Linked DNA regions of Mus musculus: region 2 is linked to region 1. Evidence: chromatin contacts called from public HiChIP or PLAC-seq data. All regions are on one chromosome and are shown on one strand. The core of a region is the stretch at or near the end of the contact, and the rest is flanking DNA. Distances in the headings are between cores, read along the strand shown. Region 1 holds the start of Dis3l (DIS3 like exosome 3'-5' exoribonuclease). Region 2 overlaps Megf11 (multiple EGF-like-domains 11).

Region 1 (6,366 bases), core at 1,341-3,840:
TCATTTTCATACACAAATAAAGAAAACTTTACCTTTTACTACCAAAAGCTGAAGAAACCAAAACATCTTAAAAACAGAATAAATCCAGTTTCTGCTTGTTAAATACCTTGGGGTGTTGAGGGTTTGGGTATATAATTCTAACATGCTATTCTCATAAAAGTTTCCAAATATTAAATGAAGCAAAACTGTATTCTAAGAAATTTGCACAGAAAGGGGCAATTATTCTTTCATTTAGGTGCAAGGTGAGTATTTTAAACTGGTCCAATTAGAAATGTTTTATTCAGCAAATACAATTACTATGGCTGATAGTTACAGGACTAATCTAAAAATCAGAAAGAGCTATTTTTAATTTCGTTGAATAAATCACGGTAAGTACAGTTTGCTTCTACAATAGAGGAAGATAAGATTTAAAAGTATTCTTTTCCAAAGAAAGGAATGCTCCTGAAACAATGTACCTATGAATAAGATTAAATACTATATATTATTAGCAAAAATAAAAGGAAGAAATAATAGTGCTACCTATGAAAATGTAAACCAGAAGCCAGTTCACCATAGAATCTTAACTATGTACATCCCGGGGACCCAGCAGTTTATTGATCTACAGTCAGATCTTTTGGCCAGGTGTTGAAGCACACATATAAAATGTTACTACATTCCTCACCAGCAAAGAGAATACCAAATTAGTTTCAAAAATCCTTTCTGACAAAATAATGAATTCCTCCTCTTTCCCTCTAACAAGGGACCTTTTCTAAAGGGGGCAGGGGAACCGGTACTGAAAATAAATAAATAAATAAATAATGCAAAACAGATACCTCCGGCCTCTCTGGTGCTGCACAGCTTGACAGGCCGTTTGCATGAAAATAACTCCCTTCAACTCCGGGAACTCCAGAACCTCGAGGTAATCCTGGACAACTTTCCAGTCTGGGATCACGTAATGAGTGACTTCGGCAGCCAGGAGCTTCCCATCTGAAACATAATTCAGAGTGGAAGCCATTAGGTAACATTTTCAAACCTGGTTTATGACTATTTCAATGTCACAGTGCTCCCGGTGTGCAAAATAACTTCTCATCTTAATTTCACCTTGAAGTTTTTAAAAGACAAGACAAATCTACTTTGGTGGAGGCTCAAAGTTCAGCTCCATTGCTCCCCCTCCCCTCAGCTGTGATTAAATACAAGCCCAACATGGTTTATGTTGTAGCCAGCACTTCTTCGAAAGAATGATATTTTAAAAACAAGTACGTCCCTGGAAGAAACTAAATTTCTACTAAGCCATCACAGACATGCATGAGCACTGACTGCGTTGGCTACTTACATATCCATTATATCTCTATCTACATATACACACGTGTATATATATGTAAGGGCAAGAGTGCACATGTGTGTGTGTGTTGACCCCTTGTAAGCATCTAACAATTCCAAGGCTATTCGGTCTGAAGCTTCCTAACACGGCTACACGGTTCTAGGGTTGAGGAGAACGTCCTAAAAAGGATGCGCTGTTCAATCAATGGGCTTCCACTCAACTGACACCTTGGTCAAGCTGTGACCTCAATCATGTATTCTGAAAAGACCCCCTCACGCTCATCTCCCACTAGGGGTAACAAACAGCTGGAGGGTCTGCGTACTGGCAGGAGCAGAGCAGGCAATGTCAAATGTCCAGCCAGCGTAATACGCTCAGGAGTAAGGTGCCAATAGCATTTTCGGGCAGAAAGGAGGAGGTGCCTACGCCCTTAGGTCCCCCTGGAAAAACCGAAGCATCCGGTGCCTGCAGGCTCTTCCACTTAGCCCGGCTATTGTAGCAGGCAGGTCCGGAGAGGAGCGCCCCTGAGGCTGCAGAGGCCGGTCCTGCCTGTGCCGGCCACTGGGAGGGAAGACTGGACGCACCGGGGACGCTCCAGGGCCGCTCCCGGCTGCCCCAGTACCGCCGAGCCCAGACGGTTATGCTCGCTCCGGCTGCCTACAGTCCGCGAGGGTCTGGCTCCGCCCTTGATGCCAGCGCTAAGCCGCCCTCGCTGCTCAGCTTCCCGCTCTCCTCTCTCCTTGGGTCCCGCTTCCTTCACTAGGGCCCCGCCGCCATCGCGACGCCAGGCCGGGATTCCCTTTGCTCTTTGGGCCTCTGCCACCCTCGCTCCTCAGGCCTCAGGTCCCTTCGCTCGCGCCCGGCAGCCTTCGCTACGTCAGGCCCCGGCCTCCCTCGTTCCTTTGGTCCTGGCTTCCCTCGTTCTCCGAGTCCCGGCTTCTCTCGCTCTCCGAGCCCCGGCTTCCCTCTCCGGCTCCGGCCTCCCTCGCTCTTCCCGCCCGGGCCTTCCCGGTCCACCCCGGCTCTGACCGTTGCGGCAGGCGGCAGGCTGCGGGCACAGCGGGCTGTTGCAAGGCACGCTGGGCCGCAGGTAGTGTTCACGCACGATCCGCAGCGTCCGACCCTGGAAGGTCCTCAGCAGCAGCACCTTCTCCCGCTTCTGCAGCATGCTGGCGGCGTCGCCCGGCACTGTGGCCGGGAAGCGGCGGGCGGCGGGCGGCAGGCGGCAGGCTCAGGCGAGACCGAGGCCTGAGGCCCGCCCCTCGGGCCTGGTCGGGCAGGCAGCAGCGTTCACGTTCCCGCTACCGCTACCGGGAGCGACCTAGCCAGGGCTGAGAATCCTCCGGGCCCAGTCCTACTCGCGCCTTTTATTCCTCTCTGTGCCTTAGTTGTCCCCGGGCGGGAAAAGTGTAGATAAACTTCACCCGAAGAATCCTCGGGTGTGAAGGTAGGATGTGGCAGGTAGTCTAAGAGTCGAGTGTAAAAGGATTATTATTTTTATTTTTATTATTATTTTTTTTACTTTGTTTCTACCCACAGGCCCGTGTGCGAAGGGCTGCCATAGCAACAGAGGTAATGCCGGGCAGTGATGGCTCATGCCTTTAATCCCAGCACTTGGGAGGCAGAGGCAGGTGGATTTCTGAGTTCAAGGCCAGCCCGGTCTACAGAGTGAGTTCTAGGACAGCCAGGGCTACACAGAGAAACCCTGTCTCGAAAAACCAAAACAAAAAACAAACAAAAAACAAAACAAAAACCAGAGGTAATAACTGTAGAGTTTTCTCGTCCTTGTTTTTGCAGTATCTGAAAGAATTGAAAAGCTCAGCAAAAAAGCTGGTAACCCTGCTGGCCAAACCGGTTTTCCTCTTCAAAAATATGCTTATTTTAAATTTTAATACACGTAAACATTCAAACACTACAGATAAAATGAAAACCAGTCCTTCTGGGGTAAACACTCTACAACTTTTATAGCGCTGGCAGCCTCGGGCAAAGGACTTCTTAGAGCCGCTATTGACATGATCTCTAAGTACTGTGCTTGTAGTGTTTGACAAAAAGGACGGTATCTTGGGAGACCACACACCCTGGATTCTCCAAGCACTGAGCCCACTGGAGCAAGAGTATCATTTAGCTTCCTTAAATCAAAGGAGTGGGTGTTTATTTGTATCATTTTATAGGCTGTGAGGCTGCATTAAGGGAGCTTAAGTGCCCAAGGATACCTAGTTATTATGTTTCAGAACCAATCTTGAAGCTAGAAACTGCTCAACTTCAAAGCAGGTTAAGCATCATCTAGTCACTGGTGAATAAAAGAGAGAGCGCCTGCACCAAAGGAATTTACTGCTTGGCAACCTTTGGTTAATGTGGCTGGCCCAGTTGGCTGGAAACACCTGGTTCTTCCAACGCAGCTGAAATAAACCAGGACCAGTCTCTCATTTCACCCTAAGGGAATGCTAAAGGGTCATGGTCTCCTCCTCCTCCTCATATCTCTGTGTCAAATCACTTGGTGAAACTCAAGGTAGACTTGCACAAACAGGAAAATAATGTAGAGCTGGCAAACAGGCACCAGACAGTGCAAGGAGAGTCCCTAAAGCTCTCCACAGTGAAAGAGGCTCTCCCTGTCTAATACAGGAGTCAGTTCCAGAGAGACCAGAGGACAGTGAGTAGCCAAAATTGTTCTCTACATAAAAAATGCCTTAGATAACTGTCCACCAATCCCTCCCCAGCTCCCTTCCTATCTTTTTTAAGCCACTGATGCTATGGATTGGAAGAACGACTTTGATTAGGTACTAATCTGCCCTTAATATCTCTCCTCAGCACTTTGTAGCTAGAAATTGTCTGCAAATGAACCACCCTTTAAGGAATAGAGCATAGCTAGAGTTTTATTGAGAGTTGATTTTTATCAGTATTTAAAATAAGGCTGTAGCTTAGTTGGTACTTAGCCTCTCTTCCCCTCACACCCTCTCCTTTCTCTCTCTGCCTTTTTGAGACAGGATCAGGACATGTAGCTGAAGCTAGCCATGAGCTCTTACTTACCCCCCCCCCCCCAAGTGCTGGGATTCTCATGCACCCAGGCCTGGCTTTATCCATTATGTTGAGGACCATGATTCCTTAGTTCTTAGAAATGATGATGACCTATTGTAATAAGCCAGGCCCTTTTGCTTGGTTGGGTGGGTGGTTTGTCTTGTTTGCCATCTGAGACCTCTGGACCAAAAAAGTGCCTATCAGGCAGAATAAACTAATTTATGTTACAGAAATATAAAACTTAAAAAAATTTTCGCTGGGCAGTGGTGGCTCACACCTTTGATCTTAGCACTTGGGAGGCAGAGGCAGGCAGATTTCTGAATTCGAGGCCAGCCTGGTCTACAGAGTGAGTTCCAGGACAGCCAGGGCTACACAGAGAAACCCTGTCTTGAAAAAAAAAATCAGTTTCTTCACTAGTGAGATGTCTCAGCAGATAAGGGTACCTGCTGTACAACACAGATTGACTTTACATAAAATGTAATACATTAATTAGCTGGGCAGTGGTGGCACACACCTATAATCCCAGCATTCAGGAAGCAGAGGCAAGAGGATCTCTTGAGTTTGAGGCCAGCCTGGTCTACAGAATGGGTTCCAGTTCCAGGACAACCAGAGCTACAGGGAGAAACCCTATCTTGAAATTTGAGTCCCCCCAAATCAATAAATTAATTTAAAAAATTCTCAGTGTCTAGGTCAAGGTGCTGCATGGGTACCGAATGTCATTTTTGTAGGATCCAGGCTAGTGGAGTGGGGAATCTCTCTGGAACATTGTTGCTCAATGGAAAAAGGGGAGAGAGTCCTCTAGAAAGCCTCACACCAACAAATAACTCTTCCTGGAAGAAATGCTGTTGGTCTTGCCATTGGCCAGAACTAGTCACATGACCACACAGCCAGCGGAGGAGGTGTGCTATTCTTCAAGCTCTGAAGGCAAACACCAAGAACTTTTAGAATATATAAGCAACTTACCAGGAGGCTCTGGCCACCCCCTCAGCCCTAAATCCACTCCATCACCAGCTTCACCCTCATCATTTGGGACAGCTTTAGCCCAGCTCACTATCTACCTCTTTTGGCAGAAGTCCCTCCATAAGCTACTAAGCCAAGCCTGAGTCTCTACACACCTGCAGTCCTAACTTCTCTTGCTTCCATATGTGATCCCTTATGGTAGATAGGATGGATGAACTCTCTTTGTCAAGTTTATGTCCACATTTTCTCTAGGGACTCAGATGACCCATGTTGTCTTGCCTCCCTCACAGATAGATGGGTGGTGGCCATGTGTCTGGGTTCCATTTGGCAGAATGTCAGAGTTTAATAGCACTGTTTCTTGGGATGGCTCACAATACTCCCCAACCCAGCCCCCTACCTACATGCTTTCTCTTAGCGTTGCATCAGCTAGATGCCAAAGCCTAGGGCATTGGCAGCCCAACATTAAAGATGGCAGAGCCCCCTGTCTTCTTTGGTTCCTGAACAACTGTGGAAGCAGAACTTGGCCTCTCCTTGACCAGAGGACTCTTGTACAGGTGAGATAAACCCTTTGGGGTTCTGAGTAGATGGGAATCTGAACATTTGTCAGGCAGGGAAAGGAAAAGCAGGCTCAAGACTTCAAGGTCAGCTGTCATTACCAATGTATACTTCCAGTTAACAAAGGAGACTGAGGTGGCTGGGGAGGTGGCTTAGTTGGTAGAGTACATGAAGAGACTTGTCTAAGAGTTGCAAGGCTGTGTTGAAAACAGACAAATAAGCAAATACCTATTGGTCTGATACTATACACACCATCAGGCAGTTGGATGATTTCTACACTCATACTAAACTAGACAGTCCTCTAGCTGGTGGGGACCAGTGTGTTCTGCCCTGGTCTGGCTTTGTAGGGTAACAGCGCCAAACTGGGCAGGGCATCTGGTGGCTTGCTTCTCTCTTAGGTTGATTCTTTCTCTGATAACCTAAGTGTACACGGACAGCAGGCTGCCTAGATATAGTAATACACGGTGGCTGCTTCCAGCACTCTATGGCCAGTGGAAATCTCTTGCCAGAGCTCTACTTCCCTGGTGTATGGCTTCCAT
Region 2 (6,388 bases), core at 1,318-3,817, 220 kb after region 1:
CCAGGATGTGGGAAATTGGAGATAACTTGCCTGCCCAGGAAAGGCACAGTCTCTTGGGGCCAGCCCATTCCATTGCCCATCCTCGGGCGGGGGGGGGGGGGGGGGCGCACGCGGCAAAGGCCTGCTCAAATCCCAGACTTCAAATTTATTTGACCAGCTCCCAATAAATTCCTCATGCCAGAGGCCTGGCCATCCATCTCAGGTGGCAGGGCAGAGACAGCGGTGGGGGTGGATAGCAGAGGAAGCGTCGGTCTTAGATTGCTCGGGGACACGGCCACATGTCTTGCTAGGAGGCAAGCCCCTAAATCCTCCTGTGACTTGCTCCCCCCCTAGTAAATCTGAATAGTTTAAAATAACTCCTTCCGACCTTGAGGCTGGCGCCAACTTTCTGCCATCCATCAGCCCTGGCCGGTTTCTTATTAAGGTTCTGCTGTTCCTTCGGAAAAGTCGCCACCTTAAATCAAGGGGCCGATAGGGCAAGGGAGAGACACAGGACCCTGAGACAGCAGGGGCTACAGAAAGTCAGGAAGTACACAGCAGAGGTAAGCTAGGCAACCTCTCCGGGCTGAAGGCTGATGCTCTGAAGTGAGCTGCCCGCTGAGGTCTTCACATGGCTGCAGGGAGAGGGATGAGGCCAAGGCTGAGCAAGCTGGAGCCATAGTGGACCATCTCCTCCTTCATCACTCACTGCTTGGGACCACAGATGCTAATTGGCACACTTAATGTCCCACACCTTTCTAGTCTACGTGTGCCTATGTGAGTACAGATAAGTTTGCATGTATGCACACATACATGCAGAGGCCAGAGGACACCTTGGTGTCATCTTTCAGGTTCTATGTGTGTCTATGTATGTGAGTGAGTGAGTGAGTGAGTGAGTGAGTGAGTGAGTGAGTAAGTGTGTGCGTGTGTGTGCATCTGTGTGTGCCTGTGTGAGTACATGCCCAGTGTGAGCAGGTACCTGTGGAAGCCTGTCTTAGATTCTTTCCTATTGCTATGATTAGATACCATGACCAGGGAACTTATAAAAGAAAGCGTTGAATTTAGGGCTCATGGTTCCAGAGGGTAGAAGAGTCCATCATGCTCATTATGGTAGGGAGTGTGGCAGCGGTAGGCGGGCAGAAATGGTGCTGCAACAGTAACTGAGAGCTTGCATCTGTGTGATCTACAAGTATGAATCAGAGAGAGGAAGTAGGGGGCAGGGAATGGCATGGGCTTTTGAAACCTCAAAGCCCACCCCAAGTGACACACCTACTCCAGCAAGGCCACACACACCTCCTAATCCTTCCCAAACAGTTCCACCAACTGGGAACCAAACATTCAAACATGTGCGCCAATGGGAAACTTTCTCATTCAAATCACAAGGGCAAAAGAGGGCTGCAGATCACTGGGAAACGGGAAACGGGAGTTACAGGCGGTTGTAAGCTACTTGACACGAGTGCTGGGAACTGAACCTGGGTCCTACGGAGGAGCAACATATACTCTTAAGCATGGAGCCACCTGTCCAACCCCTCCACCTTCTTTTTTTGAGATAGGATCTCTCATTGGCCTAAAGCTCACCAAGAAGGCTAGGCTGACTGGCCAGGGATCTCCCTGTCTCCCCAGCACTGGGATCACATCAGGAGTCACTGTATCCAGCTTTCCACATGGATGATGGGGAGAGAATGCAGACCCTCGTTTGTGCATGTCGAGCATTTTACTGACCCAGTCTCCTGGCCCTTGTTTATGTGTCTGTGTCCTGTAGCTTCTGCATGCCTGTGCTCAGTTACAGCAGTAAGCAGACAGAGGCTATGTGTGTTCGTGTGTTCTTTTCAGCTAGGAGAACTGACACTTCTGTGCACATGATTGTTTCCCAAAATATGATAACTTTAGACTGTGAGGGTTGAGGAGGCACTAAAAGGGTGGGGAGAGGGTAGAGTGACTGAAGTAGGTAAAGGGTCACCGTGGGGAGGGGACACTTGAGTGCAGACTTGAAAGCCAAGAAGGAACAAGCCATACAAAATCCTTGGGGTATCTGTGTTGGATCCAGCCTTAATTCTTGGTCACTTTTTGATTCAACAGAACAAAATTTATTTTACACGTGGGTCAGTTGCTAAGCCAGGCTCTGTGAGGACTCCTGAATGTACGAGTGAGGATCTACTCACTCAGGACACCGTGGGTGTCATCATGCCCATGTGTTAGGGACTGAGGCATCCTGAGGAAAGTTCAGAGAAGACACAGTTCCCAGTCCCAGTCCCACTCCCCACCCCCAATCCATAGCTTGGCCAGGCAAGGAGCTCAGAAGAACAGAGCACCCCAAAGGACATCATCTGGCAGCTGTGTGCTCTGTAACCAGCACCAGCCCTGGGCCCTATGGGGCTCATTTATTCTGGCAGCTGCCAGTCCTGGGTGGCAGCATGCGTTGTATTAATCACCAAGACAAACCACAGTGTTTCTTGGAATACGTGACTCACTGTGGCTCATCAGCAAGCGACCAAGTGTGGTGGCACCAGCTTTCTGCTAAGCACCAACTACCGACCATGTGGTATGGGTTCCTTCCCCAAAGCTGTCGCTGCTGTCATGGAGATCACCACAGCTTCTCCTCTCTTCCACACTGTGAGTGTTTCAGCTCTGGGGTCACAGAGCCTTGCAAGGCACACATCAGAGGAGTGACAGTTTCCCTAAAGTGACTTACTTCTCTTTGGGGAGGGCACACCCAGGCAGATCTACAAAGGAGCAGCCACCCACACCCACACCCACACCCATACCCAAGTCAATACAATTTGATTAACAACGAAAAACTAACAGGGCAGACCACTCTGAGTCTATGCTCAGTTCTAAACCTCTTTGGATATCCATCACAGTCAAGGGGACCAGGGGACAGCTGATTACTGTCTACCCAGACTAGCCCTGTGTACTGCTGAGGAAGAGAGTAACAGTTCCTGCCCTCAGGAAGCGTAGAACCAGATAGAAAGAAACAGTCAAGCAAGACCTGAAAGATGGCCCAGGAGCTGGGTGATACCTGCAGAGCTGGGTGGCAGGGGAGCGAAGGGTCAATTCCCTAAGGTGGCCCTAGGATGGAATTCCTATCTCTTCCTATACTTGCACAGTGCTTTATAAGTAAAATGACATATATGGGGACCACATGGTCACTAAGTTCTATCAACCAAGGCTACAGATGAAATGGGAGGAGGAGTAAGAGGAGTGAGAGGAGGAGGGGGAAGACTGGGAGGAGGAAGGGGAGGAGGGAGGAGTTATTACGCCACTGCACTGCTTTCTCCCAAGTCTACTTTGGTTCCCAATCCCATAACTTTTGCTTTCAAATCTTCCTTGACTACCCTGACCTAAGGAAGGGGGTAGGTGTTACTAAGCGTTTATGCGGTGGCAGGTTCTGGGCTGGGCTCTCACACACATTGATATTGCTTAATCCTCCTGACAGCCTTGCAAACCCCCCTCATTGAACAGATGAGGGCACAGAGAGGTGAAGCTGTCAGGATGTCACAGCTGCTAGCAGGAACAGGGATTAGCTGGCAAGAGCATTTGCCTAACCCAGAAGTGTTTGTATTTAGCGTTGGAGAAAGGTTGGACTTGGCTAGGTTGTGGTGGTGTACACCTGTGAGCCTGACGCTGAGGAGACTGAAGCAGGAGGATTGTGTGAGTATGAGAACAGTCTGTGCAACATATTGAGTGAGACCCCCATTTCAAAACAACAACAAAGAAAATCAAATAAAAATTAAATGACATTATATAAAGATGCCTCCAGAGCTACCATCTTAAAGTGGCTGTTTTACACTGTGACATGTGTGCATGCTCTCTCTCTCTCTCTCTCTCTCTCTCCCTCTCTCTCCCTCTCTCTCCATCTCTCTCCCTCCCTCTTTCTCCCCCTCTCTCTTTCCCTTTCTCTCTCCTTCACTTTCTCCCCTTCTTTCCCCTCTCTCCCTCTCTCTCCCTCCCTCTCTCCTCTCTCTCCATCTCTCTTTTTCCTTCTCTCTCCCTCACTCTCCCTCCTTTCTCTCTCCCTCCCCTTTTCCCTCCCTCTCTCCCTTCCTCTTCTGCCTCTCCCTCCCTCCCTCCTCTCTCTCTTCCCCCATGGGATTATGGGTACCACACCCCACATGCAGCTTTTGCCTGCCTCTTTCCCACAGGCTGAGCCACCTCCCCAGCTCCACTTCTCCTTTATCTCTTATGTCCAGACCCTTGCCATCCAAATTCAGAACCTGGAAAAGGTCATTTATAAAGTTTGGGGTCTGTCCTCACTGTGATACCTTCCTTGCTGGCTTCTTTCCAATCAGGGAACCAAACAGATGCTGTAGCAGTGGTGGCAAGGGACACTCATATTACCACTCTAAGCCGTTACCATTAACCTTTATATTACAGAAGGTGGGAGCTGAGGTTTCGAGGAGCTCTTGACTCTAGCAGTCACTCACCAGACACACTCACTTTCTGCTCCCACTGGCAGAGCCCTTGGCCCAGCTCTGTCCAGTGCCTGACTGAAGCTGCTGTCTCTGTCTGTGTGTCTCTCTCTCCCTTCCTCCCTCCCTTTATTAGCTCAAACCTTATCAGTGGTCCAGCTGGTCTCTCAAAGGGATGGCTGCAGAGGTAGTTGGGAATGTTCATTGTCAGCAGAGTAGGGGCTTTCACAACTGGCTACCTAGAGTCCCAAGTCCAGCAGAACAGCCGCTGGCCTCCTTTGTGGAGAGCCACAGCTGCAGCTCAGTGTGTGTGTGTGTGTGTGTGTGAGAGAGAGAGAGAGAGAGAGAGAGAGAGAGAGAGAGAGAGAGAGAGAGAGCAGGAGCCATCCAACACAAGGACAGATGAGCAAGGAGTGCTAGCCAGTAGTGAGGAACCCCAACTCCTGCCACTAACTTGCTGTGCAACTTCAGGCAAGCTACTCCCTTTCTGTGCTTCAAATGAGCACATTAGTGTTCATCAGATTTCAGGAGATTTTTATGGAAGAGATGTTCCCCCTCCCTCTACTCCTGCTTCCAGGGATCATTTGACAAAGTCTAGGGACATCTTTGGTTGTCATGTCATAGTTGTGGAGACAGCAGAAGTCAGGAATGCCACTGCTTAAAGCAGAGTTTTCCTACTCCAATGGCAAGAGGGCCACTGCAGAGGGCACCACATTTATTCATGGACATATGGCAGGTGCCTACTGTGTGGAGACACTAAGCAGGACAGAGTTCCTGCCCCCTCAAGGTTCATGGCTTATAAAGATAATGAGAGTGTTAAAGAGTTGATATTGGGACTGAAGAGATGATGGTTCCATGGTTAAGAGCACTGACTGCTCTTCCAGAGATCCTGAGTTCAACTCCCAGCAACCACGTGGTAGCTCACAACCATCTGTAATGGGATCTGATGCCCTCTTCTGGTGTGTCTGAAGACAGCAACTGTGTACTTACATAAAATAATAAATAAATAGAGAGAGAGAGAGAGAGAGAGAGAGAGAGAGAGAGAGAGAGGGAGGGAGGGAGAGAGAGAGAGAGAGAGAGAGAGAGAGAGAAGGGAGGGAGGGAGGGAGGGAGGGAGGGAGGGAGGGATGCTATTGGAGGTCTTTGGGGTGATTCCATGGATAGAGACAGCTGCTGCAAGCCCAGAGTTCAATCCCCAGGACCCACGTGGTAGAAAAGGGAAAACTGACTCCTGCCAGTTGTCCTTTGACCCACATACATATGCACACTAACTAACCTAACCAAGAAAAGACTCTGTGTGGACTGTGCTAGGGCTCAGGTGGCAGAGTGCTTACCCAGCATGCACGAGGCCCTAGGCGTGAGCTTCTTCATCATATAAAACCTGCACAGTAGCGTGAGCCTGCAACCCCAGAAGTCAGAAGCTAGTGAGGGAGGCGAGAGGATCAGAAGTTCAAGACCTCTTTGAGCTGCATAGCAATTTCAAGGCCAGATTGGACTACATGAAACTCTATCTTAAATAGGAAGGGAGGGAGGGAGGGAGGGAAGGAGGGAGGGAGGGAAGGAAGGAAGGAAGGAAGGAAGGAAGGAAGGAAGGAAGGAAGGAAGGAAGGAAGGTGGGTGAGCAGAGTTACCGGGAAATGGTGGCACACATCTTTAATCCCAGCACTTGGGAGGCACAGGCAGGCAGATCTCTGTGAGTTCCTGCCTAACCTGGTCTACAGAGTGAGTTCCAGAACAGTCGAGGCTAAACAAAGAAATCCTGTCTCAAACAAACAAACAAACAATAAAACAAAAAAGAAAAGAAAAGAAAAACAGAAACAAGACAAACAAAACAAGAAAGATAGAGTGAATATTTGCTAACTACTAATACTAACCATGTTCCGTTTTCTTTCCATGAACTGCCACACCTGATCCTCAAAAGCCCTTAAACACTGGTAAAGTGACTCTCGGTTTATAGGGTAGGGTTCTGAAACCCACAAAGACAGAGTGCCTTTCTTAGT

What was found. HiChIP or PLAC-seq counts read pairs in DNA pulled down with a chosen protein or histone mark.
Region 2: a contact with region 1 is called in a FOXA1 HiChIP or PLAC-seq map of pancreatic cancer cells. The contact joins the enhancer-like site here to the promoter of Dis3l in region 1. A contact is called at or near these places in 4 of 39 promoter capture datasets (HPC-7-derived erythroid cells, cranial neural crest, embryonic stem cells and 1 more), 1 of 484 Hi-C or Micro-C datasets (cerebellar granule neurons), 7 of 115 datasets of contacts at active chromatin or transcription factors (T-cell acute lymphoblastic leukemia, effector CD8 T cells, embryonic basal ganglia and 2 more) and 2 of 9 other capture datasets (adipose tissue and embryonic stem cells).

Annotation. Positions count from the first base shown.
Region 1 is chr9:64,338,667-64,345,032 of GRCm38.p6, forward strand. It overlaps Dis3l (DIS3 like exosome 3'-5' exoribonuclease), which reads right to left and starts at 2,591. Exons shown (of 17, transcript NM_001001295.2): 1 at 2,327-2,591; 2 at 813-966. The coding sequence starts at 2,465.
Region 2 is chr9:64,562,009-64,568,396 of GRCm38.p6, forward strand. All of the region lies in intron 5 of Megf11 (multiple EGF-like-domains 11), which reads left to right. Among named protein-coding and RNA genes, the nearest start is that of Gm36311, 120 kb to the right of the region's middle. Within about 2 kb of position 2,568, at least 74 of the 459 cell types and tissues checked have an H3K27ac peak or open chromatin away from gene starts, as enhancers often do. A contact at or near this core is called in pancreatic cancer cells, where this site is marked.